Linked DNA regions of Mus musculus: region 1 is linked to region 2. A link is a contact called in public capture Hi-C data. All regions are on one chromosome and are shown on one strand. The core of a region is the stretch at or near the end of the contact, and the rest is flanking DNA. Distances in the headings are between cores, read along the strand shown.

Region 1 (2,700 bases), core at 27-2,526, 320 kb before region 2:
CATGGGCCCACTGAGTTACCTCCTCCCACGGCACCATACTGTGCCCTACAGAACATATTCTTGGTTTTATAAAACACATCAATACCCATCAATTATCTCTTTCTTTTTTTCAGATGTGGTGAGATAATACAAATGGATGGATAGCATGATTCTTCAGTCCTCATGTGTAAATAAATTCTAGTATAGCTGCCACTGTTGTGCAGATTGGGACTGGGCACGATCAGCGTTATGATGGGAGTAAACACAAAAAAGGTGAAACCCCTTCCCGTGCTCTGTTCTTCCATCTCCAGCCCCAAAGGGTCATGGAGTCTGCCTCCGTCCAGCTGAATGGCAGCATCCTTCCATGGGTAAGGGCTTCCTGGAACATTTGCTGACCCTCTGGGACATGTCTGACCCTCTGCTCCCTGCTCAGGACTTTGGGGACAGAACACATGTGTCTATTTCTTTCTTGATTCTGCGTCTATTTTTAGAGTCCTAGATAACTACCAAAGTGCAGTTTTGTGCCTCCCTCCCTCCTATCACCTGCTCTTGTGTTTTGTGGCACAAAGGATGCACTATAGGCTCAAGCAAGCTCCACCCCCACCCCTGAGGACAGAAGGCATAGGGAAACACGTCAAAGCACAACAAGTGACCATGGCTGCACCTTACTTGAAGGGAGTTCCCAAGGAGAATCATTTGCCCAGCCAAGGACTCTCTGGACTCACCAGAACACTTTTTATTTAGCGCAGTGAGACCAGGTACCGGTATCCTTCAAAAGCTCCTTAGACATTCTGAAATTCAGAAAGACCCAAAAGAATCAAATGAGCACCCACTTTCTGGAACTCCAGGCTTGCCTCATTGCAGGACTAAGACCAGGAATCCAGCTGAGTCTGACTTGCAGCCACAAGGGACTTTTCCCAGTGTGATGCCCTTAGTTAAGGAGGTGGGGCAGAGGGGTTGAAGGGGAGGGTATCAGGACCACAACAAATGGAGAAAGGAGAGAATTTCTTTGGTAATAAGGCTGGCCCCACCATTCTCGGGCTCCCAAGTGACCTGGACCTTCAGGGGTGCCTATAAATCAGATTGTATAAGCCAGGGCTTGCTTGTGTGTTATACATTACCATAATTTTTTTTTATTTTAGTAAAAAAAACTCTGGCTTTTTTTTTTCAAGTCACAGGACTCCAGCCCTCCTGGCAGGTCCTAAGTGAAACAAATTACTTCTAGAGAGTAAGCTCTATACCCTGGCCTCCTCCCTCATTGAACCCGCAGCTGCCTCTTTGTAAGCCTAAGACTATTGTAAGCTATTGCCCTAGGGGCAACCAAGGGGCTGTGTCTCCCTGCAGGTGTGCCAGGAAGACAGCGGGAGTCTGTAGGAAGCAGAGGTTGGTTGGACCTAGAAGCTGATTCAAGCTACATTATTACAAAAAGTTATTAAGCGATATTCAGTTACAGGATCCTGGGCTAAACAAAGAATGAGGCCCGGGGCAGCCAAAAACCATATGGACCTGGAGGTTGCACACACCTGCATGGGAGCGGGCAGGCCCAGTTAGAAGCCGTCATCAATTCTAGGAAAGCCATAAAGTTTGGACTTGCTTCATGGCACTTTCTAATTAACTGTGTGGTGAGTTTTCTCCACTTTCCTATAAAAGCCGGTGCCCCTCCTCCACCCCTCTCTCTACCTTGTCTCTCTCCCTCATGTCCCAAGACACCTGGGGAAAAGTTTCCCAGGGAAGCTCTCCAGTGGGCCTCAGACCATGGAAGACACTCTAAGCAGGAAGATGGCACTCGTTCTTGTGTGGAGAGAAAAAAAAGAATAGAACAGGCTCTTTGAAAGGCTCTCAAGAGAATCATCCAAAACAAGGAGCCAGCACGGCCTCCCTTAAAGAAGAGGGAGAAGCTACAAGTCACTTGAGCTGATGAAGGGAAGAACATTGGTTTAGCCAATTCTACTTACCCAACAGACTGGATAAACAGAAAGGAGAAAGATGAGTCTTAATTCTGCGGTGATATGCAAGAAGATATAGCATCTAGTGTTTAGGTTCTTTGCAAAGCAGATGCCTTGGTGGATGTCTGCTATAATTTTCATACTGGTAAATCCGTGTGCTCGTGTGACTCTGAGCACCCTACGGTGGCAAAATCCCAAGGCAGCTTAGTCTCCAGGGCTTTCTGGAGAATTGTGTTGATGCATTTAGAACATCTGCATAATGCACACTTACACTATGGACCACGAAGTCACATTCAGAAGGCAGAACTCATCTCTCACCATTGCTCATCTGCAAAAAGAGGAGGAAAAATGCAAAGTATTTCTGATGAGGCAGAGGTTTCCCTTGGCCTCTTACCTGGCTGGGCTGACGATTTCTCCATCTGGTGCTGACAGCAACTTTGGCTGGTGCTGAGGTGGGGCCTGGCCCGGCTTGCTCCCTTTGACCTCCACAGTGCAAATCTCTTGAAACGATAAAGGAGCCGAGTGTGAGGCAAGGCCTCGAGCCTGGGCGGATGAATGTGCCCTACAGCTTCTCGGAGCACAGCAGGGAGATGTCTGAACAAAGCATGGAGACCTGCACTGAGGCCCTGGTGGGCTGTTCCAAGACTGCACTCCAGGATCCACCTAGACCTAGCCATTTGGTCCTGGCTATTGAAACAGAAAGGCCTATTGCTCCAGGCCATGCTGTGCTTTTGCAAAAGAGTTGCCTTGTGAGAACTCAGAATATTACTATTGG
Region 2 (2,793 bases), core at 39-2,538:
GAAAAGTTCCATAAAAGGGTAGGCACACGTTTAGCTGTTTCTTCTTTTCTTATCTCTCTTATTTTCTTCTTTTTTTTCCATCTCAAATCTCTCTTTTATATTTTCATTTGTCCTCCTTGTTATATTTGGAAGACCAATGCTTTATCCCTCTGCTACTCAAAGCTCATTACAGAAGAAAGACTACCTCAGCTTCTGAGAAGATGCCCTCTCATTTCTTCATTCAAACAGTGTACAGTTATTTTCATGAAACGTTCCTAAGAGAGAGAGAGAGAGAGAGAGAGAGAGAGAGAGAGAGAGTCGGTGCTTAAGACTTACCAGGCCAAGGACTTCCTCACAAGGACCCGAAGTCCCAACTAGACCATGAGCTAATCATCCTGTAAACTCCCTTTAGCTTCCTCAGAGTGCAGGTGCAATCTCATTTGAAAGATTAAAATCTCTCCGTTTGCACTCGGGTCAGCTCCTAGCCACGTGCTCAATAACTGTTAAGTGCAAAGAAGTACAAGGTGCTTTGGGCCTCTAAGTTGAATTCCAAGAATTTTGAGTTTACAAAAGGCAAGGAAGTGGGGATTTCAGAATGACAGATATGCTAAGTGGGAGCATTGATTAGGAATCTCAGAAAACCGAGCCTGGGGGAGGGGGAGAGCGTCTCCAGAAAGCCCGCCTGGCTTGCGGTCGTTTCTTAATGTGTGCTAACCTGTGTTTTCAGGAAAGCGCTATTTGCATGCATTTGGTTTTCTAAGGGGCTTTAAAAGGCGCTTAGTTGGGGTTTCAAATGTCTGCCTAAAGCGAAGCCTGTTTTCATCACTCAGGCCAAGTACAATCTTCTTGAACTTAGTGAGTGCTAAAGAAATCAAAGAACATGCACCTGTACCTGCAGGGTTTGCGTAAGTACGTGTATGTGTGCTTGCGTGCTTGCGTGCTTGCGTTCGTGCGTCCGTGAGTGCATGAGTGTGTGTGTGTGTGTGTGTGTGTGTGTGTGTGTGTGTGTGTGTGTGTGTGTGTGTGTGAAGCTGGAATGAAAAATCTAAAGGAAAAAAATAATAAAGCGTTTAGTAGGTTACAGAGCTATCAGTATTTGGTTCTGTGCCAAGAGTTCTTTCTCTAGTTTAGATCACACCGGAAAAATTCATCCATTAAACAAATATTTATTCGGCACCCAGTGCATACCAGGCCTCTTTCTGGTCTTGGTACTGGCGAAATGGCGAGAAGTAAACTGGATAAGCCCTCGGAGCTCTCATGGGGCTTAGTACAACAGGACAAGATGGGATTGTGGGTAGGAGTAAGAACGCGCTACAAGCTGTGGCCGTGAGCAGGGTGAGAGGTCCAGCGAAAGCCAAGGACTGCATGTAGGAGGGAAAGATGCTTGTCTGAAGCCTGGAAGATGGCTAGGAGGGAGGAGAGGGGCCGGTCTAATCTTTCTCCAGCTTTTCCCGGATGTCTTATAATGAATGGCCTTCTCTCTCCAGACTCTGCAGCGCGCCTGCCCAGTCTGCTCATTTCAGCTAAGAGCGCTGTAAACTTTCCATGTAACAACTTCTGATGTCACTGATCACTGTAGCCAGGCAATGATGGGTCCGTAAGAATTAGGATTTGGAGTCCCTAGCCTCCAGTCTTGGAGGGCTCTAAGCGTCTGGCTTCCCAAGTGAAGCTAAAGGGATGCAGGGGTGGCCAAAAAGGACTGAAAAGTGGCTCAGGGAACATGACAATCGGAAGCTTTTCAGGCAATTGAAAAGGAAACAGGGAAGGGAAAAAAAAACCCCTACGTTACCTATGTAACTGGATAATTCTCAATTATATACCACAGACTTCATTGTAATGACTCCGCTTAAATGATGTCAATATCTAAAAGTTCTGGAAAACTCAGCCATTTCCCTTAGTGGCATTTTTTTTTCTGTCTTTCCCCAGAACGGGATCCCTGTTGTTCACTCATTTATCCTATAGCCTGTGCCCTGATGTGTTATTAGTGATAGCTTCAAGTTTTTTTTTTTTTTTCAAGTTTTATAATGTGTGTCTGTCTGCTTTCTATCAGTCTAATACCCAAGGTAATTAACATGTAAAGAGAAAGGGCTTGATCTGACTCCCGGTGTCAGAGTTTCCATCAGGCCTTTAATGTCAATGTCTGGCAGGGGTTTGAAACATCTCAGGATGGAGTAAAACCATTCATTTCATGAGGAAGAAACAAAATCAGAAAGAACAAGAGTAGAGGTCCCACTCTGTCCTTCAAGAGAGGACCCCTACTGTGATTTAAGTTCAGAGTGTCCCCTTCCAGGCCTCTCATAGGACAGCTCTGTGAGACCTTTGAGACTAACCTAAGCCTTCTCCTCCCTAACATACAATGAAGTAAAATGACCCTGTCACACTGTCCTACCCTGAGAGCTCAGCCACGCCTTCCTGCCATGATGCACCTAAACTTCTGAACACAGAAATCAAAATGAACCCCTTGTCCCTTTTTGTCTGATCGTAGCAACGGGAAAGAAAATGAACACAACCTCTGAGACCTGACTCCCTCACTAGTCCCTACCTCTCAAAAGTCCTTTCAGACCTCGGGCGTGGCGGCGCACGCCTTTAATCCTAGCACAGAGGCAGAGGCAGGCGGGTTTCTGAGTTCGAGGCCAGCCTGATCTACACAGTGAGTTCCAGGACAGCCTCGAAAATCCAAAAAAAAAAAAAACAAAACAAAACAAAACAAAACAAAAACAAACAAACAAACAAAAAAAAAACAAGTCCTTTCAAGCCTTAATATGTTATCTTGGGGACCAGAGCCGTCCCACATGGACCTTTAGGAGACAGTCA

What was found. Capture Hi-C pulls out chosen DNA fragments and counts their contacts.
Region 1: a capture Hi-C map of embryonic stem cells shows a contact between it and region 2, with 6 times the contacts expected there. The contact joins two enhancer-like sites. A contact is called at or near these places in 4 of 39 promoter capture datasets (the C10 cell line, cranial neural crest, liver and 1 more), 1 of 15 datasets of contacts at CTCF or cohesin (the NIH/3T3 cell line), 2 of 484 Hi-C or Micro-C datasets (Sertoli cells and bone marrow-derived macrophages), 7 of 115 datasets of contacts at active chromatin or transcription factors (embryonic midbrain, embryonic stem cells, pancreatic cancer cells and 1 more) and 1 of 9 other capture datasets (embryonic stem cells).

Annotation. Positions count from the first base shown.
Region 1 is chr13:97,600,102-97,602,801 of GRCm38.p6, reverse strand. It overlaps Gm34087 (a long non-coding RNA gene), which reads left to right. Exons shown (of 5, transcript XR_873831.2): 5 at 114-192. Among named protein-coding and RNA genes, the nearest start is that of Gm34087, 21 kb to the left of the region's middle. Within about 2 kb of position 1,276, at least 9 of the 459 cell types and tissues checked have an H3K27ac peak or open chromatin away from gene starts, as enhancers often do. A contact at or near this core is called in embryonic stem cells, where this site is marked.
Region 2 is chr13:97,280,811-97,283,603 of GRCm38.p6, reverse strand. No RefSeq gene overlaps it. Among named protein-coding and RNA genes, the nearest start is that of Gm33390, 17 kb to the left of the region's middle. Within about 2 kb of position 1,288, at least 31 of the 459 cell types and tissues checked have an H3K27ac peak or open chromatin away from gene starts, as enhancers often do. A contact at or near this core is called in embryonic stem cells, where this site is marked.